Linked DNA regions of Mus musculus: region 2 is linked to region 1. Evidence: chromatin contacts called from public Hi-C data. All regions are on one chromosome and are shown on one strand. The core of a region is the stretch at or near the end of the contact, and the rest is flanking DNA. Distances in the headings are between cores, read along the strand shown. Region 1 overlaps Glis1 (GLIS family zinc finger 1). Region 2 overlaps Glis1 (GLIS family zinc finger 1).

Region 1 (4,974 bases), core at 1,877-4,376:
GGAACTACAAGCCAGGGAAAGCTTCCCAGAGAAGGTGACTTTCTTGAGAGAGGTATGGATGTGTAGGCATTCACAGGAATGTGAGAGAGCTCTGTGTAGCGGAGTGGGGCCAGACGGGCGCAGTGGTTCCATTCTGTGCATGGAGGATGGTGGGGCTTGGGCAGGTGGAGCATCTTAGCGCCAGGTGATGGAGGCCAGCTGTTCTAACTGCTCCAGCTGTTTCCCAAGACACCCGCACCCTCCCGGGAAGCTAAGGCAGCGCCTTCAGCTTCAGTCCACTTAGCAACTGGAGCAGTGAGGATGCCTGGTAGGTGCATTAGGGTGGCCCTCATGCCTCCTCCCTCCAACCCCTCCCATGTTCCTCTCCATCTCCCTCATATTCATGGTCTCCTTTTCATTATAATTACACACACACACGTATAAATACTACCTTCTGAGCCTGTTTAGTGTTCCTTGTGTGTATATGATTTCAGGGCTGACCACTTGGTATTGGATAACCAGTTCTGGGGCTCATCCCTGGGAAAGACTAGTTCTCCCATTTTTAGCAGTCCTGATTTGCCTGCAGTTGTCTAAGACGGGGCCACATGAGATCCCCCTTCCATGTTAGCGTGTTCATTGGCATTGCCATTATTCGGGCCTTGTTTAGGCTGCTACATTGTTGAGATCTAATGGGTGTAGCTTCCCGATCATTTGAAGGAGGCAACTATTCACAACAGACTTCCTCATCCGCTGGCTCTTACAGTCTCCACTCTTTCTTCTTCTGTGTTCTCTGAGGCTCAGGTGCCAGAGTTGTGTTGCAGATGTATGTATTGGGGCTGGGCATCCATGATCAGTCCATCTCTGTATTTTGCCCCGTTGTGGTTCTCTCTCATTTTCTCTCTGCTGCAGAGAGAAGCTTCTTTGCCGGTGGGGTGTGTGTGTGTGTGTGTGTGTGTGAGGGCTACACTTCTCTGTGGGTGTAATATTTAGACCATCGTTAGGAATTATACTGGTCTAGTGAAGAGGCAGCCATGGGTCCTCTTTTTAGATTCCATGACGTCACTAGCCCCGATAGTCGGTTAGGTTTCTAGTAGCAGGCATGATTTTCCCTCCTGAGCAGGCCGTGAGTCCACTTAGACGGCTGTTGGTTACCACCAAGCTGTGAAGGCCACTGTTGCACCTTTAGGGGTGCTGATCGGTGTTGTGGTTCATAGACATCATGGCCAGGTAGGACTGTTCGTTGCTTCCCTCCCTTGGCAACTTGCATAGCACTTGCTGGTTCTCTGAAAGCTAGTCCTTGGGGAGGAGGCTGGTCATTCTTCCTGTTGATGCAAAGGGTCCCCTTTCCAGGAGCATTAGCCAGGCCATCACTGGGTCTGTTCTCATTATGCAAGGTACCCAGGTCCCTTTCCAGATATGGCTTCATATGACCCAGCCAGCTCAGCGGGGCTCTGCAGGATAGGTTTTGCGCCTGGACATTTTTCTTCTGGTTAAAAGTATTTTGAGAGCTCATTACCGTGTCGACTCCACACGTAGTGAGCCCGTTGTCCTTCAGAGTCTTCTACTTGTTAGAAATATCTACAGCTGTAAAGAAAGGTTCGTGTAGTTTTAAACAATTCTCCGCTGGCGGCTGTCTAGCAATTCTGCAGTGACTAACTCAGAATGAGAAGCATTCTCTCACACGTTCCCCTCACAGAGATGACAGCAGCTTCCCCTGCGTCTGCTCCCTTTGGACACTGCCCACATTGCGTGCTTTATAGAGAGCTTGAGTCATTTGTAGACCTTGCTGGCCAGGTGATGTGTTGGGTGCCGGAGAGCAAAGATGATCACAGCACCTTGGAAACAACACTTGGTAAAAGAGTATGTGAACATGACTACTAGACCAAGTCGGGTTAGTGTACTGGGAGCCCCATGGAGACAGGAGCTTGCTAGGAGGGCTCAGAGGCCAGCATAGAGTGTGGTGCCCAGCATGGATCCAGGGATGGATGTGATTGGGGCAGCAAGGGAATGCAGAAAAGACAAACATGTACATATGAACAGGAAGGCTGGGATTAGGGAGGACTGGGCTTTCTGATAGAGGACCTAGAGCCCCCTGCCTATCCTGTTTAATATGTACAGTGGAATAGGGATGGATGTGGGGTTGCTGCGTGCAGCTGAATGAGGTGGGACTAGTATATACATATACATGTGATATAAACAAGGAGGCATGCTTGTTATATACAACTGAACAAGGAAGCAGGTCTAGCTTATCTCATTAGGAGGAGCAATCTTCAGGGCTTCACTGTCTGGGGGAGAAAGCTATGGTGGATATTTTCTGCGTATACTATCTACATTCACACATGGGCTCCCCCACCCAAGGGAGACTTTGCCATCCCTCTGATCCTCACCCTAGGGAGAAAGTTTTGCCACTCCCTTGGGGCTGAGGCATCCGAGTAGTCGGTGTGGCTGTACCCATGGCAACAGCGCACAGCTCAGGATTTCCTTCACTCTCCCTTGCTCCCCACGGTGGAGAATTCGGACATCACTGTGGGGCTTGAAACTTTTTCCTGCCAGATTTAATTTAGCTGATGGCCTAGGATGAGCTGAAAGGTATCTTCCGTTTAGAAAATTCAGATACGGGACCCTATAATCTTTTATTAACTCTCTACTGGGTGTTGAAATCTGGGTGTCAGGAAGTGATGAGGGAGACCCTCCCTGGCTTTAAGTAACCAACAGCCCTCCTCTCAAGACAGCATGGATGTCTGAGATGATTACATCAAGAGGTTATTGGGCTTACAAGGGGGACATTGGGTGTAGGTTTGTGGAGTTTTACTCTGGGAGGTCACTGTCCCATCTGCAAACCTTATGCAGAAGAAACTATTGTCTGACTGACTGCCTCCTCATTGAAGAGGTGAGTTCAGACTGATTCCTGCTGGCTGAACCTTTAAAAAAAAAAGAGATTTACTTATTGTTTTGTGTGTATGTGTGTGTGCACCCACACTCATTTATGTGCACCACATGTGTACACTGAACCCTTTGGTCAGAACTGGTTTATCTCCGAATCTGAAGGTCTGGTCCAGAAATGGGATTCCTGTCTGTGCTGAGGCTGCTTGGCCACTTCTATCTTAGGGCTGAGTCATTCGGTTAACAAATCAGACCAGTAATCTCCACATGTTGTCATGGAGCCTGTACAACATCAAGTGTCTGCCACAAATCAGACCAAATACTGTCAGCTGGCCCCACTGGGCCGAGAGCTGCCTGGTCATTGAGTCTTTGGTGGACAGACGGCTTCCTTCCCGAATCCATGCATGTGAAGTCTATTCTACTCACATAACAGATGACCCACTTGGGGCTAAGCTGGGGCTAGTTGCTGGCTGCTGCCTGGGATGTATCCAGCTTGCTTTCTGACAGCCTTAGCCCTCACACACTGCCTGGCATGGAGGAGATGCTCAGGTGGTATTTGTGAGATGAGGGACTAAGAAGAAACTAGTTCATCCTGCATACATGAGCAGAGGGGCCAGGCTATGGCCTAGCCTTATCAGGTAGAAAAGATGCCCCCCTTCCATCCACCTGCCTGCTGTTGAGCCCCTGCTGGAATCCTGATCCTGTGCTGTGAGATGGGTCCATAGAGGGGGCTCAGGTGATCACAGAGGGGCCATGAGGCTCTGTTTAGACTGCCCCTTCTTGAGGGTGCTCTGTCTGTGCACACCTCTCCACAGCCATGTTTCCAAGATAGAGACAAGTTCAGAACTCTAGTGAACATAGAAGAGACCTGGATGGAGGGCCCCAGCAGACCAAGGGAGATAGACTAGTTTAGCTAAAGGCCATCTGAGGGGACATCCAGGCACAATCCAGGGGCTTCCTAGTTTGCTCTGTGACCTTCAACAGTGTTTCTGAGGAATATCCATACAGTAGGAATATTAGGAAGGTCAGGTGGTTCTGGGTACCAACACCATGTGGGAGAAAATGAGCTATAACCTTCACAAATCACGAATAAGAAAATGTTCCATAGGCCAGTTTAATGGGAATATTTTCTTGTTTGTGGTTCCCTCTTTCCAAATGCCTCTAGGTTCCATCAGGTTGACATAAAACTAGCTTGCACCAGCAAATGAGCAAGGGTATAAGTGTTAACTACACAGCTTATACCTCCTTGATATGCAACAGCCCAAGAAGAAGCCCAGGGCCATCTTGGCTCAAGGTTGGTCCCCAGGTTTCAGAAGCACCTGGTGAGAAGGACAGAAGGGAAGGCTACAGTGTGGGGCATCAGGAGGGAACAGGGTCTAATCACTGGCCCTGAAGCTCCCTGCATGGCTGGAAGGCCCCCAGGTGGAAGGAGTTTGGGAGATGCCGCTAAGGGCATGGGGTATGCAGAACTGTTTCCTTGGCCCAGGGCCTCCCTAGGCTTAGGCCCTTTTTGAGTTTCAGAAGATTTGGGGGAAATATTCCAGGCTGGATCCTTCGAGAGGAACAGAGAGGTGGGAAGACGAGGTTGCAGAGGAGACAGGCTGGACCCTGAGGGGACCTGCACTATGTCCTGTGCCTAGGATCTTTGTCAGGCAGAGGGCTTGGGGATGTAAGTCAGCGTGGCTGTCATTGATGCAGAAATACAGCTTTCATCTCATATAGGAGAATAGGTTATTTAAAAATGAGTGACCATGTCCCTAAAACACAGATCCAAGTCTCCCTAAATTCTGTGTTCCAACATGGTAACTGAGTGATCGGATTTTATGGTAAGGGAACGAAGAAAGTCATGATTTAAGGCACTTTTAAAATACATTGGTGGTGGCGCTATTAGGCAGGTTAAGGCCAAGTGGGGGGAAAACTCCGTCATAGGCTTCCAATGTGGCTCCCTCAGCCTCTTGGTTGGTAGAAGCTAGTGGTCTTTATTCATTCCAAAAGGCTTTATGTGTTAGTCACAAGGACATTAGGTCAGACACAGAGATGGGCAAGGAGTGTCTATTAAAGGGTCTGGAGGTAGCTCAGGGCAGAACTGCAGCATCCCAATGTCTCCCGGCC
Region 2 (4,496 bases), core at 943-3,442, 93 kb after region 1:
AGATTACTGTCTACACTGTGTTTCTTTTGCTTCTCTAGCTATATTTGTGTGAATTCGTTTCTGGACTCTTTAGTCTGTTCCACTGATCCACTTGTCTGTTGTTTTGCCCGTACCAAACTGCTTTGCTTAATGTAGCGTCATAATGACATTATAGTAAGAGTTAAAGTGTAGTAGTGTCAGTGTGCTGAGGTTGCTGTGTTCCTTCAGTATTGTGCTAGCTACCCTCCCTGTGTCTTTACCTCTCCTGATAAACTGCAGAATCAATTCATCAACATCCACAGAGTAGGGCCGAGCAGTAGCTCGGTGATAGAGCCTGTGTGTGTGTGTGTGTGTGTGTGCGTGCGTGCATGCGCGCATGCATTCGTGCACACCAGTGGGGGAGCGCATTGTGTGTGGGGGGTGCTCCGTGGTATTTTGACTAGAAGGACATTGAATCTAAAGTCAGATTGGGAAGAACTGCCATCTTTTTGTTTTGTTTTGTTTTTGTTTTTTGAGACAGGGTTTCTCTGTATGGCCCTGGCTGTCCTGGAACTCACTCTGTAGACCAGGCTGGCCTCAAACTCAGAAATCCGCCTGCCTCTGCCTCCCAAGTGCTGGGATTAAAGGCGTGCGCCACCACACCCAACTAAGAACTGCCATCTTGATAGCAGTCTTATCCATGAACATGGGATGTTTCCCCCTTTCCTCTTCGTCAGTTGCTTTTATTTGTTGTTTTCCTCCCGTAGATCGCACGCACGGGAATGCTCCTTCCCTTACGACAGTGTCACTGGCTGATAAACTTTTGTTAAAGTTGAGAAATTATAAATTGAATCTTACTAGTTTGGGGACTTTCTCTAGGCTTATGCCCAACTGCTTCATTTTTAAGGAGTGTCGGGTTTTAAATTTCAGAATTCATTGTTCATTCCTAGTGTCTAGGAACATATAGCTTTTTGTACATTAACCTTGTATCTTACAATTGCTGTGATTTGCTTATGCCAGCAGTTGTGTTTTGTTTCTAGTTTTTACACACACTTCCGTGTCAGCTGTGAATGGCCTCACTTCTTCCCCAGTCTGGGTACATTTTCTTTCCTTTCCTTGTCTTGTTATCCAAGGCTTCAGTACAGTGTTAAGAGGGATGTCTAGAGCCTCAATCCAGGACATTCTTTTTATTCCTTATTTTTCTTAAGAACATTGAGTGGCATCAACTCTTAGACTGATTAGTACACATCCAGAATATTTACATATATAGTATGTGTATTGCTTAATTTTCAAATGTGGAATTAAAGTTGCAGACTTTGCTGTTAACCCTAAGAGCAAAGCCACTGGGTTATAATGTGCTGTCCCTTCTACAGTCACCACTAGTGATGTCACCACGAGTGATGTCTGCTGTGTTCTGATTTCTCACACATGGCTCCTCTGTTCTGATATCAGGGTTTTAAGTGGTCTTGCAGAATGAGTTGAGGGGTATATCTTTTATATTACTGGAAGCATTTATGTAAGACTAGAATGACACTGTCTTTGGACATTTGTTAAAACTTGCCTATAAAACTGTCTTCATTTGATGTTATCTTTGTGATATTTTAAGCTACTGCTTCAATTACGTTAATTGGCATGGAACCATTAAGACCTCTATTTCCTTTGAAGTCATTTCCCGCCTTCAGGAATTTGTTGATTTTGTGTATGTTTTCAAATTCATGGCCATGAATCAGTCACATCTTGCTTTTTCGTCTTGGGTTTTGTTTTGTGGTACTGAGTACTGAACCTAGGGCTTTGCACGTGCTGGACAAGTAGTTTCCCATTGAGCTATAACCCCAGCCCTTTCTTGCCTTCTATTTTGAAACAAGTTCTCTCTAGGTTGCCCAAGCTGGCTCAATTTAGCACCCACCTGACTCAGCCTCCTGAGTAGCTGGGATGACAGGCATTGCCAGGTTTCAATCAGTGTTCTCCTCCTCCTCCTCCTCCTCCTCCTCCTCCTCCTCCTCCTCCTGCTCCTCCTCCTCCTTCGTGTGTGTGTGTGTGTGTGTGTGTGTGTGTGTGTGTGTGTGTGTCCCATATGTGTGTGTACTATGTGGCCAGAAAAGGGCATTGGATCCCCTAGAGTTGGAGTCACAGACGGTTGTGAGCCACCTCTCCAGCTCCGGCTCTTACCGTTGAAACCTCTGCTGGATTTGTAATGACAGTGCTCTCCTTGCTAGCATTGTTCATGTGCGTGCCTTCTCCCTGTCTTCTTGCTCCTTTCCCAGAGGTTTCTCTCACTTCCTGGTCTTTTCAAGAACGAGTTCCTGACTTCTTTGTCTCTGTTGTCTCTGTTTAGACCACATGAGCTTTTGCATTTATCTTTATTATCTCCTTCCTTTCCTGTCTACAGTGAGTCTCCTAGGACTTCAGTTCCAGCTTCCTTCTTCTCCTGGTGGAACAGTCCTGTACAGCGCACCCCTCCCCTCTGGCACCCCCGTCCCTGTCCTCAGAACCCTGGTGCGGCTCTGGCCTCACTGCTCAGCCCCAGATGAATATCACTGTACTCGTTCTGATACTTTGGCTGAGGCAGGAAGTCTTTCATTTTCCAAACATAGGGACATTTCCCCCCTTTTATTGCCTTCTAATTAAATTCCACTATAATTGAAGAGCATTATTTACACGGTCTGACCCTTAGACCTAATATATGGCAGGTTTTTGTAAATGTTGCTGTGTGCTTGAGGGAAAATGTGCACACTTGGTTTTTATTCCATAGAAAGTCTTCTCGTAGTGTCCAAATTGGCAACTTTATTCACTTCTTTTTGCTTAACATATTAGAAATGGAAAGAAGCGTGCTCTCTTCCCCCGTGGTGGTAACCTGCGTTTCCATCCGTGTGGCTGGCTTTCATTGCTGCACCGTTTGGCCTCTAGAAGTATAAAGCTTTTTATCATTAGAAAACGGATCTAGTAAAGTTTTTTTCCCCCTGCAAGCTCTACAGGGTCAGATACTATCGTGGCTGCACCAGCCTGTGGATGGTGTGTGCCTGGGACATCTTTGCTACCCTTTCACTTTATCCGTTTTACATTCTTGGCTTTTAGGTACGATCAGTGGAATTGGCAGGTGGGGATTATTTCATTGTGTTGTTCTTTAGTCAGGTCTCTTTCAATTAGCGTGTGGCCTTTTCAGTGCTGTGGTGACCAATGCATTTGGGCATGTTTCCCTTTTTATTGTTGGTAGTTGTTGTTTAAGGCTGGGCAAGAAGTCAGCAATCCTCTGCCTCAAACTCCCAAATGCTGAGATTACAGGACTGCACCACCACAGCTGGGTCCATGTTTCTGATTTTTTTTTAAGATTTTATTTATTTATTATATATAAGTACACTGTAGCTGTCTTCAGACGCGCCAGAAGAGGGCGTCAGATCTCATTACGGGTGGTTGTGAGCCACCGTGTGGTTGCTGGGATTTGAACTCAGGACCTTCGGAAGAACAGTCAGTGCTCTTACCCGCTGAGCCACCTCACCAGCCCCTGTTTTTTTGTTTTTTGTTTTTTAAAGATTTATTTTTGTATATGAGTACCCTGTCACTCTCTTCTGACACACCAGAAGAAGGCACCAGATCATGTTACAAATTATTGTGAGCTACCTGTATGTGGTTGCTGGGAATTGAACTCAGGATCTCTAGAAGAACAGACTTACATTTTTGCCTTCTGCTTTTTCGGTGCCCCCATTTTTTTCCCTGAGTTTCTGTTAATTGGTTTATTTTTCTGAATTAAGAACAACTATTCGCCCCGCCTCCCGCCTGGAGTCTTGGAAGTTATATACTCAAGTTCTTTTGTTGGTGATTAGCTTCAGATTTTATCAGACATTCTTGACCTAAAAGAGCAGACAGTGAGTGAGCGCTCTGCCTGTGTCTGTAGCTGCATGCAAGCTTCAGGCCACTGCTGGCCACCCGGTCCCTACCGTCCCTGTGTGCCAGCTATTGCGGGGGCTGAAGGGCTCTGACCCTGGCCTTTGCAACTGCCACATGTTCCGAGCGCTGTTGTTTCATGGCAGAGGCGCCGAGCTCTGCCCAGCAAGTGTAGATTCAGCTGCACACCCCCACATCTTACGCAGCTCACACCTTCCTTCCGGGATCGGTTTCCAGCTTCCTGGTACCTTTGCTTGATTGGCAGTTCTTTTTCTCAGTACTCTGACTACATTATTCCCTTAAACCTGGCTTCTGTCTTGGCGATGAGCATGGTCTCGAGGTTGTACTGTGCAGCCTTTCTGGCCTTTGCTCTTATGTGCTTCAACATTTTGGTCCTCTCAAGTCTCTGTACGTTCGCAGCTCTGGTTGGTACACACTCTCTGTGGCCCTCAGCTTTTCTTCCACACCATCTTCCCTCCTGAGGCTCTGACTAGAGGCGTGCCCTCTCAGCCTGGCGTCTAGCCCTCTGGTTGGAATTCAGCTCCTCCTCCTGGGTCAGTGCTGTCTAAGCTACTGTTTACCTAATTTAAGTCACGAAGACACTTTTAATTAAAATTTTTATTTTTAATTCTGAACTTTTCTAATACTGCTGGTTG

What was found. Hi-C and Micro-C count contacts between places; a contact is called where the count stands out from the background.
Region 2: a Hi-C map of the N1E-115 cell line shows a contact between it and region 1, with 2.5 times the contacts expected there. The contact joins two enhancer-like sites. A contact is called at or near these places in 3 of 484 Hi-C or Micro-C datasets (the G1E-ER4 cell line, the HPC-7 cell line and the N1E-115 cell line), 1 of 115 datasets of contacts at active chromatin or transcription factors (vascular smooth muscle cells) and 2 of 9 other capture datasets (adipose tissue and pancreatic islet).

What each region holds. Positions count from the first base shown.
Region 1 is chr4:107,490,040-107,495,013 of GRCm38.p6, forward strand. All of the region lies in intron 2 of Glis1 (GLIS family zinc finger 1), which reads left to right. Among named protein-coding and RNA genes, the nearest start is that of Gm46866, 57 kb to the left of the region's middle. Within about 2 kb of position 3,127, at least 9 of the 459 cell types and tissues checked have an H3K27ac peak or open chromatin away from gene starts, as enhancers often do. A contact at or near this core is called in the N1E-115 cell line, where this site is marked.
Region 2 is chr4:107,584,184-107,588,679 of GRCm38.p6, forward strand. The region is part of intron 4 of Glis1 (GLIS family zinc finger 1); the gene reads left to right. Among named protein-coding and RNA genes, the nearest start is that of 4930552P06Rik, 11 kb to the right of the region's middle. Within about 2 kb of position 2,193, at least 1 of the 459 cell types and tissues checked has an H3K27ac peak or open chromatin away from gene starts, as enhancers often do. A contact at or near this core is called in the N1E-115 cell line, where this site is marked.